Regions from separate parts of the Sus scrofa genome. Here region 1 is linked to region 2. The links are chromatin contacts, called in public Hi-C maps. All regions are on one chromosome and are shown on one strand. Each heading gives the region's core, a stretch centred on a gene start, on an enhancer-like site or on the middle of the called end of the contact. The rest is flanking DNA. Distances are from core to core; before and after follow the strand shown. Region 1 holds the start of LMO2 (rhombotin-2). Region 2 holds the start of CAPRIN1 (caprin-1).

Region 1 (6,430 bases), core at 3,343-5,842, 160 kb before region 2:
TGCCTTATCTTACCTGCTTTGGCAACTCCCAACCCCCATGGGACAGGCGGGTTAGACTTGTAGATGCCTGGCCCAGATTCATGCTCAGGAAGGGGACATAAAAAGATGGTATCAGGAGCCTGTGTGGCCACTGGCTCTTTAGAACTGGGGGTCTCTGGTCTGAGACCTTGCACTCCAGACAGGTCTTCCACTGGAGGAGGGGACGGGATGTGGCAGGGGAAGCAGTGTTTTCTGGCACTCATGGCTAGCTGAGGGCACTGACCTTGGCAGGGAAGGAGATTCTGACCTTCCTGATGACACTTGACTTCCTAAGTTTCAAACTTCAGTGGGAAAGGAGTTCCTGTCATGGCTCAGTGGTTAACGAATCTGACTAGGAACCATGGGGTGGCTGGTTCGATCCCTGGCCTCGCTCAGTGGGTTAAGGATCCAGCATTGTTGTGAGCTGTGGCGTAGGTTGCAGAGGCGTCTTGGATCCTGTGTTGCTGTGGGTCTGGCGTAGGCTAGTGGCTACAACTCTGATTCGACCCCTAGCCTGGGAACCTCCATATGCTGTGGGTGCGGCCCTAAAAAAAAGATAGAAAAAAAAAGAAAAAGACAAACTTCAGTGGAAAGGAAACTTGTGTGTGATGCTTCTAGCAATATCTATTGCTAAGGGATATCTATTGTTTCAGTCCAAACCAGGGAAAGAGCTGCTTGCTTCTTCCAGCCAGTTTTCCCTGCTTCCCTTCAGCTGTTCCTCATGTATCTGGCTGCCAAACAAGCCCAGCTTCACTGTCACCATTCTGTTCAAGGACTTGCAATGGCTCCCTACTGCCTCTGACCATTGGCAAGTAGCTTAACCACTTGGGGCCTCGATTTTCTTACTTGATAGAGGAAAGAGGTGGCCTGGAGGTTAGAACTGCAGCTCCGTGTGTGATTCTGTTCTTCTAGCAGATCAAGACTAAACTCCGCATGATTCCATTAAAGGCGCCCTGTGATCCTGTCCACACCTTTGAATCAACTTCATATCCTGATGATTAGAGCCTGACCTTCCCACCAGCCAAGCTGCTCCTCCTTGACCTCCAGCACCCTGTTCATGCCTACTTCTCTGCCCTGTCTTATTCTGTTCTTCCTCCCTGGAAAGTTTGCTTTGTCTGTGCTTCAAAACTTTGGTGCTAGAGTACTAGAGTGGTTAAGAATAGAGATAAGTAAACCTGGTTTCTAGTCTCCACTTTACAACTGACTATCTGGGTAATTAATCTTAGGCAAATCTCTGTGCTTCAGTGCTTGCAATGATAAAATAGAAGCAATGATAAATACAAGGCTAGGAGGCATAGCTGAGATAATGTACATGGCACAGAGCCCCTGGCACACAGTAAGTGCTCAGTAAATGGCAGTCATTACTGTGGTTGCTGCCAGATCCTCCCCAGTCTGCTCTGCCTCTCCAAATTGTGTCTCACCCTGGACCCTGCTCAAGCCACATCTTTGCTCTGAAGGTTTCTCTGTCCCCTGACCTCAACTCCTTCCAGCTCTTGGCTTTAGGGCCTGGTTGGGTGCTCCTGAGACCCTGCCTTGCAGTGCAATGATTTTATGTGTGCCACACAATCGTCCCACCTCTTAAGTGACTTACGTTACGTTCTTAGAGGAGAGAGGCCATGGTTTTCATTTTTACTAGCTCCCAAGGTACTAATATAAATTTGGAGATCCTCAGTAATTCTCCTTTTGAATTAAGGGCTTCAAACATCACATCCATGCTGTCAATTTCCCAATTCCTAGCTTCACACTGACCTTCATTAAGACCTGTGGGTCTCCCCAGAATCAGTATTGAGGATGACCCATGAACTGTCAACCAGAAACCTCTTAAAAACCTGATAACCCAAAACGATAAAACTCTTAGAAGAAAAAATAGCAGAAAAACTATAGGACATTGGAGTCGCCAATGGTTTCTTGGCTATGACACTAAAAGCACAGGCTACCAAATTAAAAACAGATAAATTGGAGTGTAGTCAAAGTTAAAAACGTTTGTGCATCAAAGGACAGGATCAAGAGATTGAAGACAGCCTATGGAATGGGAGGAAATACTTGCAAATCACATATGTGATAAGAGGTTAATATCCAGCATACATAAAGAATTCCCACAATTTAACAGCAAAAAAAAACAAACAACTCAATTAAAAAATGGGCAAAAGACTTGAAGAGACAGTTCTCTAGAGAAGATATACGGGTGGCCAAGAAGCACGTGAAAAGATGTTCAACATCACTAATCATTAGAAAAATGCAAAACAAAACCACAATAAGATACCACTTTATAACCCATTAGGATGGCCACTATCCCCAAAACAGAAAATAACAAGTGCTGACAAAGATGTGTAGAAATTGCAACTTTTGTGCTCTGCTGGTGGGAATATAAAATGGTGCCTGTGTTATGGAACCCAGCATACAGGTTCCGCAATAAATTATAAATAAATTATAAATAGCGTTACTATATGAGTCATCGGTTCCACTTCTGGGTATATGCCAATGAACACACATGCACACAATGGAATATTATTCTGCCTTAAAAAGAAATTCTGACGCTATAGCATGGTGAGACTTGAGCACATTATGCTAAGTGAAACAACCAGTGACAAAAGGGCAGACCATATGATTCCACTCATGTGAAGTTTCGAGAATAGTCAAATTCATAGAGATGGAAAGTAGGATGGGGGCTGCCGGGGGCTGGGGGAGTGGAGAGTTATTGCTCAATGGGTGCAATGTTTCGGTTCAGAAAGAATAAAAAAAAGTTCTGGGTGTTATAGTTGGGGCCTTAGTGGAAACGAACCTGACTAGCATCCATGAGGATGCGGGTTCCATCCCCAGCCTCCCTCCGTGGATTAAGGATCCGGCGTTGCTGTGGCTGTGGTGTAGGCTGGCAGCTGCATCTCCGATTCGACCCCTAGCCTGGGAACTTCCAGATGCTGTGGGTGCAGCCCTAAAAAGGCAAAAAAAAAAAAAAAAAAAAAAAAGAAAAGAGTTCTGGGGATGGATGGCGGTGATATTTGCACAGCCATGTAAATGTGCTTAATGCCACTGAAGTATATACTCGGGAGTGGTTCAAATGGTAAATTTCATGCTCTGTATATTTTACCACATGAGCACACACACATGCACACAAACCTAGTAAAAGTTAAAGATGTTACCCTAGGCTCACAGCTGTCCAACATGCAGAATTTTACCTGTCATCTCAGACAGCTCACAGGCTTCTCAGGTATCACCTATCGACCCATTTAACACCCCTAGTGTTATGGTGAAGCCAGTCCCCTGAGCTCTGAGACATTCCTCAGGTCCCCCAGGGCAACCCCTGCCCACTTGGACCTCTGACAGCAGTGCCGGTCCTTGACTTACAGAGGACCTGCTTTGCAGGAGCCCATCAGGCCCCAAGGATGGGGAAAGGGTGCAGTTGGTGATGATGCACAAAAACCTCCTAAAAGGGACCCAGTGCTCATAGAGATGGATACCTCTGCCCTGCCTCTGAGAAGCCAAGGCTTAGAGTGCAGCCGGCACAGGCTCCCTTTTGGGTGGTGATGGCAGGAGTGGCGGTGGGGGTGCTTTTCAGGTACGTAGAGCATCTCTCACACCCCCCTCAGGCCACAGCCCCTTGCCAAAGGCCCCCAGGATGCTCATGGACCAGCTCAGCTCCTCTCATGCTTTCAGCTACAGTACTTCCCATCACATTGCAGGAGGCCGCCTTGGGTCATATCTTGCAAAAGAAGCGCTATTAAAAACTATTCCATTTGTATTTCTTGCGTGGCTCTCCATCTGGAAATATCTTTTATCTGGCAACTTTTGCAAAGCGAACTGAATCTTGAAGGGGATCCTGGCAGGTTTATGCTGGCCTCTCTATCACTCCAAGAAGTCATTTCCATGCTAACCTTTAGCAGGGTCGAGTAATCGTGACTTGGTATCGGAAACAAGACAGGCATCAGACCCTGAGGCATCTTTTTAACCTTGAAAACATCCACTTGGAGGGCAAGAGCGAAATCTGGAAGATTATACACACTCCTGGCTCAAATGTGACTTCTTCAGGGAAGCAGCTCCCCCCCACACCGCTGCCCTTCCAGCCCCCCCTCCCCCCGTCTCTTGTGACTAAATTAGGACCTACCATTAGATGACCTCACTCCTAGATTTTTTAAATTGTTTTTTCCTTTTTCTTTTGCTTTTTTATTTCTCTAAGTATAGTTGATTTACAGTGTTGCGTTAGCTTCTGGTATACAGCAAAGTGATTCAGTGTTTGGTTTGGTTTTGTTCAGATCCTTTTCCATTATAGGTTATTACAAGATACGGAATAGAGTTCCCTGTGCTGTACAGGAGGTCCTTGTTGTTTTTCTGCTCACTCTCTGTTTGGATCACAATTTGTAAGTCTACCTGGTGTGGTTATTAATTGCTGCTTGGCTCCCCCCAGGACTCCAAGCTCCGTCTGCTTGGAATTGAATCCAAGCGCCTAGCCCAGCACGTAGTAAGGACCCAATAATTATTTATTGAAGGAAGGAATAAAACTCATCTTACCTGCCTCTCCACCAGGTACTTCAAGTCCAGGTTGAAAAATATCTTTCCAGAACCGCTGTTGCTGAAAGAAAATGAGAGGAACTCTCCGGCAGGCAGCTAGAAGTAGAATGGGGGGGCGGTGAAAAAAAGAGTTCTTTATCGTCAGTTAGAGGAATGTTTCCACAGGTCCCTGATAAACTAGGGACAAATACCCCCAGGCTCTCTGATAGCCTGAGTGTCCTTGATAGTGTGGCTGGGTGGGGCAGGCTGGGCTTTGGCATCAGGGCAAAGGGATGGATTCTAACGGTTTCTTCACTGGTTGAAAAGTCTGCTTCCTGCCCAACTTTTTTTTTTTTTTTTCTCTTCGTTATGTACCAGCTCAGCTTATATTGTGAAGAAGTGGCCCTGTTCCCCAAATGAGTGGAGGCCGGTAGACAGGAGCGGTGCTTATCGCTGCTGCCGGGCCTTTCAGTTGGATGGGCCGGGGGCTCTGAGAAGGGGAGTGTCCTGTTTGTGCCTCACCCTCTGCACATCTCACAGCCCTTTGGGTCTCAGAAATTCCCCCCTCCCAGCCCACCGACTTAGACGGGGCACGTAGCCAGGCTCCCATTTGATAGGGGAGCGTTATTAGGCCAACGTCCTTCCAAATCTGAATGCTGCCTAAACGAGAGAGCCATGGGGCCATCTTCATTGGACTCTGGCATTCATGTTCACAAGAAGCTCTCTCGAGAATTTACTTTTCAAGAAGAAGAGTTTTGTTGGGCAAAAATCAACTCAGAGGCTATATTCATTACCTACTAAGTGGTACTTTTGGGCTTTGTCTTTGGAGTAATTCCAACAGAAGATTGCAGTTAGGAGCAGATGGACCTGTGGTGGTACACAGTAGCTGCCTTTTATTGAGCACATACTATGTGCCAGGAATTTTATATGTTTTATCTTATTTAATCTTAATATAACCTTCTGAGGTGAGTAATAGTATTCTTCCAATTTCACAGATAAGGAAAATGAAGGTCACAGGAGTTCAATAACTTGCTTAGGGTCACCCAACTCCATAAGCATGGGAAATGGGATCTGCACCCAGGTCTTCTGACTCTGTATCCTCACCTTTTCTCACCACGTCGGTGTTTCCTTGCCTTCCCACATTCACTGTTGGCAGCACACAGTCTCAGGCCTGCACCGACGTCATGAGATCAACATACCTGGGGGCCTCAGAAAGTTCCTGGACATCCAATCTAAAGTCGCCCCCCCCCCGCCAGGCACTAACAGCACTATTTTATTTTCATCACTCTACTGATCACTCTCTGATGCTTTCTCATTTATGAATTTGCGTATAGTCTTTCTTCCCCACTAAGTGACAAATTCCATAATTGCAGGGAGAAGATGCCCAAAGTTTTATCTCCAGAATCCTAGATGTGGGTAGAACCTCGGAAGTATTCAGTACATATTTATTGAATATCTTGGTAGACGTTGTCCAAAACATTGTGTTGGGAAGGATCCTGAGTCTGGACCCAGGTTCAGAGAAGAGAATTATTTTTGAGTTCTAGTGTCTCCCAAGGCCGTGGGGGTGAACAAATGTTGGCATTCATGCCACATCTTTGCCACTCCAGGGAGAGAAACTCAATCCTAAGAAAAGTAAGTGCAAGGTGACATCGTAAGTCATAGGAGAGCCAGGTACAGTGGCATCCCTTCCTTCAAGGACCTTTATCTCTGACTTGGGAAGTCAAAGTGAATGCATTTGTGATGGAGAACAGACACATGATCAACAGCGAGGTGATGATCAAAAATGCAATCAGGAGTTCCCGTCGTGGCACAGTGGTTAACGAATCCGACTAGGAACCATGAGGTTGCGGGTTCGGTCCCTGCCCTTGCTCAGTGGGTTAACGATCCGGCGTTGCCGTGAGCTGTGGTGTAGGTTGCAGACGTGGCT
Region 2 (6,791 bases), core at 4,138-6,637:
ATCATGCTAAGTGAAGTCAGCCATACAATGAGACGCCAACATTAAATGTTTTCACTGACATGTGGAACTTCTTTGCAGAACAGATACTGACTCACAGACTTGGAAAAACTCATGGTCTCCAAGGGAGACAGTTTGGGGGGTGGGGGGATGCGCTGGGGTTGTGGGATGGAAATCCTATAAAATTGGATTGTGATGATCATTGTACAACTATAAATGCAATACATTCATTGAGTAATTTAAAAAAGATTTAAAATGCAATAAATACATATTTATCAATAAAAAAGAAAAAGTTCTGAATAAAGTAACTTCATAATGTACTTATATTCTCCTAGTATGTAACTTTAAAAGTTTTATTCCTTTTAAAGTTTGTGCAGCAGTTGTCACTTTGAAGGAAATTCTTTTTTCTTAAACTACCATTATTTGAAGTGGCTTATATGTGTTAGTAGGAGAAATGAATATATATACATACATACTATATATTGCCTGAAAAAGACCATGATTATGCATCAGTTGCTAGGATACAAGATGAATATCTGTTCCTAGTTGTGTTATGTCCTTTCACGCTTTCTAAGGATTGTTTTTTCTGCCAGTGTCATCTCAATATTTTTACTTATGAAAGTGCTGGAAGAAATGACTACATTTTTGGCCTCTTAAAAATAGAATAGAGTTGCCCAACCTCAGCATTCTTGGCATTTTGGCCTCAGTAATTCTGTGTTGTTCTGTACATTGCAGGATGTTTAGAAGCATCCTTGGCCTCTACCCACTAGATGTCAGTAGCACCTCCCCCCCCAAGTTGTGGCAATTTAAAAATACCACCAGACATTGCCAAATATCCACGGCAGGTTGGGGAGGGGGTGGGGACAAAATTGCCACAGATTGAAAACCATTGAAATAGAAACATCACCATTAAAAGAATGTACAATTCACATTAAGTCACTATATAAAATTTTTAAATACCTGTGGTCAAGGCATTGTTGCTTTTATGTTGAAAACAGTGTGCTTCTACACAGTGTGTTCAATAAGAAACAACAGTGCTTTGTGAACTCACTGAAAAAAACTATTCTGGACATGTACCTCTATAAAATATGAAGCATATTTTGAAGCATATTTCTAACTGTAACATTACAATTAAAAGGTAGACATAAGAAAATGTTAGTAGGGGGAAAAGAATATTACCTCAGCTGATGATCAGAACGCAGCAAGGTAAAGAGGTGATATGGCTCAATAATATCAATACCTCATTAATACAATGATATACTGGTAGGCAACATTTATTGATAAAACATTTCTGCCAGGCATATTACTGCTTCTGAGAAGACAGAGATGAAAAACAAAACAATTGTTTTCTTCTGGTGAAAAGCCCAGGGGCTAATGGTGGCTCACGGACACACAGACAAATAGTTATGGCATTATCATAAAAAAGGATGTGCTGAAAAATTTATGATAGAAATGTCTGCTGTTGACTTGTAATAAAATGGCTGAAAAACAAAAGCCTTAGCTGTGTGAGCACTGTGGTTCACATTTAGGTCAAGCTTCTGTCAACCTGACGCAGAAAGGCAGTTAATGTAATTCAGATGAAAGTTCCCCTCTTTTGCTACAAATAAGCTTGTGGCATTAGCTTATTGGGTGAATTGAAGCAGCTCAACTATTTTGCCAAAATGATCAGGAGAAGTAGTTCAGTCAGTCACTTCACTTGACTATGGAGACTTCAGAGTGCTGTTGTCTAATGAGTTAAATAAGTGGATGTTAACTTGAGAGATTTGTGTTATTAAACTATATTAATATGGGGTATAACTTTTATACCACAGTTTTTGGAGAAAGTATTTTCCATTTATAGACATATTCTGCTCTCCCACTAGTTTGCTGGGAAAACTCTTTTTCCTATTTCTTCAGTGGTATAACGACTCCAAGGACTGTATGGCTTTACATTGGGGAAAAAAAGGCCAAAAAAGATAGTAAAGTATTAAACATTCTCACAAATGTAGCTTAAGTCACCTTTTTGTCAGGTGGGAAAGAGACAAATTTGGTTTGCTGGGACTATGGCAGTGGGCTGGGCAGGAAGTTAAACCAAACACACTGCTTTAAACTTCCTGGAACTGCTGACCTGAACAAATAACTACAAGAATTTCAGAAAATCAAGGAAACTGAATTGGGATAGATAGCATACTGAACAAACTGAGAGCATGACAGCTATGTGTGTCCACTAAAATATTTCTGGTTCACCTGGCTTCCTTTCAGGCATGATAAGACAGCATCTATTGGTTGGACAGGTCATGTGACCCTTTCTGTGACCTGGCTAATGAGGTGTGAGCACACAAGACACACAAGTATACCTGTCTAGAGTATTCAACTACCTGAGAAACCCCTGAGTTCCTTTTTTCTTATGGCGTAGTAATCAGCAACACTTGAGATGTGGTTTCTCCATCAGCCTGAATCACTGGTTGCTGTGAGCTAAACTCTCTGCCAAACCATGATGGGTGTGTATCACTTGTTATAAGCCAGGAATTGGCAAATTTCTTTAGTAAAGGGTGAGATAATATTTTAGGTTTTGTACATCATAATGTCTTTATCACTACTATTCAACTCTGCTGCCCTGTGGCATGGAAGCAGCCATTAAAATATGTACATGAATGGATGTGGCTTTGTTCCCCTAAATCTTTTACAAAAACAGAGGGCCATTTGGCCCAGGGACTTATTTTGCAGATTCCCACTTTAAGTCACAGAGCTTTCAGGATTGTTACTGCAGCATAACCTAGCCTATCCTGATACACTGTGGGCTGTGAGATGAACCACTAAACAAGACTTTGTCAGAGTTCCCATCATGGCTCAGGGGTCAATGAATCTGACTAAGATCCATGAGGACACAGGTTTGATATCTGGCCTCGCTCAGTGGGTTAAGGATCCAGCATTGCCATGAGCTCTGGTGTTAAGTAGAAGACGTGGCTCAGATCTGGCGTAGGCTGGCAGCTATAGCTCCGGATTTGACCCCTAGCCTGGGAGCTTCCATATGCCGCAGATGTGGCCCCAAAAGACAAAAGGCCAAAAAACAAAAAACAAAAAACCAAGACTTTGTCATATGTGTTGTCATCTATCCTGCTCCCTCTCAACAATCTTTCCTTTTTCTTGAAGCCTAATGTAGGGGTTGCTAGCTGGTAACATACCAAGGAAAGGCAGAAGAGCCTTTTCCTTCTTACTCCTAGTCATGACCGCTCTTCAACTCAAACCTGAATTGTCAGAGGTCTCCAAGTCATTGGCTTTCATACTTTAAACGGGCATCAGAATCATGCAGAGGGCTTATTAAAGCACAGATTGCTGGGCTTTATTTACCTCCAGAGTTTCTGATTCTCTAGGTCTGGGGAAAATTTGCCTAGCAGAATATTTCATGTCTGATCTTAAAGACACTGGTCAAATTCTATGGAATAAAACATTTTTCTTCTTTGAACTTCACTGGGCATACACATTGGCTGAGGACCTTGTCAAAATACAGATTACCTCAGTAGCTCTGGGATGGGGTCTGAGATTTGATAGTGACAGTGGTCAGGCTGAAACACTAACTGCCTCAAGGAGCTGAAGGATTTTAAATTTCCTTCTAGCCTTAGGCTTAGCATAGCTTTAGCTTAGTGCTAAGAACAGTTCAGGTGCTTAAGTCTTGAATAACCTTAAGTCAACTTTGACTTCTCTCACACCTAGCTGGTTGGCAAATCCTTTTGGTTCTACTATTGCAATGTATAAGCATCCAACCACTTGTCACCTTGTCACCACCTTCACTGTAACAGCCTGGCCACTACCATCTCTGGGCTGTATTATTTCAACAGACTCCTAATTGGGCTCCCAGCTTCTGCTCCACCCTCCCTCCCATTTCAAATACACGCTTACTGTAAATTCATTATATAATAGCAAGAGGATTAAAAAAAAAACACAGATTGATCATGTTCTTCTCTAAGATTATGCATGCCTGACTCCCTATTTCATTCAGCAAAAGCCCAAGTCCTAATAATGGCCTATCAGGCTTTACCTGACTGGCCCTCTTTGTCTTCGACCTCATCTCCTACTCTACTCTAGTCACTGTGGCTTTCTTGCTCTTCCTTGAACCCACCAAGCACATTCCCAATCTGAGTTCCTGGCACTTGGTTTTCCTGCTACCTGGAAAATTCTTCCAAGTGAATGGCCCTCTTCTTCAACTTCTTCGGTCTTGGCTCAAGGGTCATTCTAAGGCTTCTCCAGCCCACCTTGTTTCTTCTCTACCACTTCACTATCTGATATGCATTTATCTTCTCCCCACTTAGAATGTAAGCTCCATGAAGAAACTGTTTTGTTCACAATCCCTAGCACTCAAGAGTTCCTAGCACATAGTAAGGTGCTCTGTATTTGAAGACGAGATAACAGACTGCAGCTAACTGGAATATCTTGAGTCTGGAGGCTGCTGCTGTGTTTCTCTGGGCTCCCTCAGGATACACTGTTGCCAGCCAGTATTACTCATTTCATTCTCTAGGGAGCGGCGGGTTTGGTAGGCTCCTTTTCTAAATCCCTTCTATTATGGAATTTAAATTATAAATTGGTCATTTACTGTTGTCATACATCATGTGGCTGAATTTTCCACTGATTATATTTTTTTAATACACTTTCTTCTAGCCCTCAGCTGCTTTTTGTTCATTCTCCATAGCCTTATTACAATGCTGGAATAATTCTCTTGGAGCAGATAAAAAAAAAAAAACTGTGTTTCATTTAACATCTTAAGTTTTAGGTAAATTTAAAAGGAAAAAAAAATCTGATTCGTAATACTCAGGCCTCTTAGGTACCTGTCATCTTAAGGTAGCTGAAGATAATTTTAAACATGACGAGTCCAGAGTTTTAAGACAAAAACAAACAAAACCACCCAAACCCAAACATCCATCTTGCTCCTTTCTAACGCGTTTACACAGAACTCCTGGGTTACTGAGAGATTGTTTTGTAGGGGAAGCCGCAACTTGTCCTTAGACATTTTGGGGGTGTGGGAGTTTGCTTGCTCGCCGTACAGAAGGAATTCTAGAAGCTGGGATTGCACCACCCACCCCACACACCCCTTACTTGCAGAAACCTTTGCTCCCCCCCCCAACCCCCACCAAATAAGGGCTCCTCGCCCGGCAGTCGCCAGCTCCAGATCCAGCTGCTTGACACCTATTGTCCCTGTTTGGACGTCAAGCGACTTCGCCTGAAGGACCCTAGCTTTGATTTCGCTCAAAACTCAAGGCACTGCTCCGGCAGCCTCTCAGAGGCTGTTCCGACCTGGGCTGAGTGGCCAGCCCCCAGGCTAGGGTCTTGGGCAGGGGTGGCGGGAGGCTGGGCAGGCCCTTCCCCGCAGGCGTTCGCGCCGGGCAGCCCGAGCGGCAGCGAAGGCCCCCGCCCGCCGCTTCTCCCGCCCCCTCCGCCCCAGAGGGTTGGCTGCCTAAGTCCCTCCCGCTCCCAGCTCTCCGCCTCACTAGCAGCGGCTCTCGGTGCAGCGGGGAAAGGGCGAAGCGGCCTGCGCCCACGGAGCGCACGACACTGCCCAGAACGCACCGCCACCCTTGCCCCTTCAGCCGCCCCCTCGGGATCTCCAGCGGCCTCCGCGCGCGCACGGTGAGCGCCACCCCGGACTGAGGCGCTGAAGGGGAAGAGGGCCGCTGCCCCGAGTGTCCTTTACCTCCGGACTAGCTGGACTTTCGCGAGGGGCTTGCTCCTCAAGTCACCCCACCCGCCCTGGTCATTTCCAGTGCCCTTCTCCACCCTTCTCCGCCTCTCAGCCCCGATCGCTCTCTTCCCTCCCGTCCTCGCAGGGCGGCGAGGGCTGTCCCTTCCCTGCGGGGACCGTTGCACTGGCCGTTGGCGGCCGGCGCTGCGAGGCCCCGCCCCCGGCGCGAGCCTCGGTGCCCCGGGGCAGGTAGGCCGAGCCGGCGGCCGGCGCGGGGGAGGGGCGGGGGGCGGCGCGAGGCCCGGCCGGGCGCCCCGCTGGCGGGTCGCGCGCGCGCCCGCGGCCCCTTCCTGCCCCGGCGGCGCGCGCGCGCCGGCCCCGTCCCCACCCCCACCGCTCTCGCAGGCTCCCGCCCGCTGCGCGTTTTGTCCCGCGTCTCGCCCCGTCCGCCGCCTGACTCGCCGCTCTTGTCCTTCCTCCCGCTTTTTCTTCTCTCCCCTCACGGTCTCAAGATGCCCTCGGCCACCAGCCACAGCGGAAGCGGCAGCAAGTCGTCCGGACCGCCACCCCCGTCGGGTTCCTCCGGGAGTGAGGCGGCGGCGGGAGCCGGGGCCGCCGCGCCGGCTTCTCAGCACCCCGCGACCGGCACCGGCGCTGTCCAGACCGAGGCCATGAAGCAGATTCTCGGGGTGATCGACAAGAAACTTCGGAACCTGGAGAAGAAAAAGGTGCCCGGAGTTGGCGGGGAAGGGAGGGTTGGATGCTGACCCTGACTGCTGTAGCCTTCACGCTCCGCGTCTCGGGCGCTTCCCTTCCTCCCGGTCCCCACCCCCCACGCCCCGTCTCCCCGCTGGAAGTGGAGCTTCGTGCCCAGAAAACGGGCTCCGCGGGGAGGTGCTTGTCACCTGACCCGGACGTGGCGCTGGCCCCCGGGCTCCTTATTACTCTGCTCTTGCCGGGGGCCAGGCTGTTGGCCTTTGGGAGTGCGATGTGTAGGGGTGGGGGCCTGTCCGATCGCCGTGTGTGTGTGTGTGTGTGTGTGTGTGTGTGTGTGTGTGTGTGTGTGTGGTGTCCTTGTCTTCGTGGCCGAGGCTGGATCCGCGGGGGTCAGCGGGGGAAATGAGGACTCTCTGTGGGGAGG

Evidence for each region. A called contact is a pair of places that touch in the nucleus more often than the background predicts.
Region 1: a Hi-C map of blood shows a contact between it and region 2, with 2.3 times the contacts expected there. The contact joins the promoter of LMO2 here to the promoter of CAPRIN1 in region 2. A contact is called at or near these places in 1 of 47 Hi-C or Micro-C datasets (blood) and 1 of 2 datasets of contacts at active chromatin or transcription factors (alveolar macrophages).

Annotation. Positions count from the first base shown.
Region 1 is chr2:27,032,086-27,038,515 of Sscrofa11.1, reverse strand. It overlaps LMO2 (rhombotin-2), which reads right to left and starts at 4,592. Exons shown (of 5, transcript XM_005661026.2): 1 at 4,525-4,592.
Region 2 is chr2:26,874,021-26,880,811 of Sscrofa11.1, reverse strand. It overlaps CAPRIN1 (caprin-1), which reads left to right and starts at 5,387. Exons shown (of 19, transcript XM_005661021.3): 1 at 5,387-5,598; 2 at 6,163-6,378. The coding sequence starts at 6,163.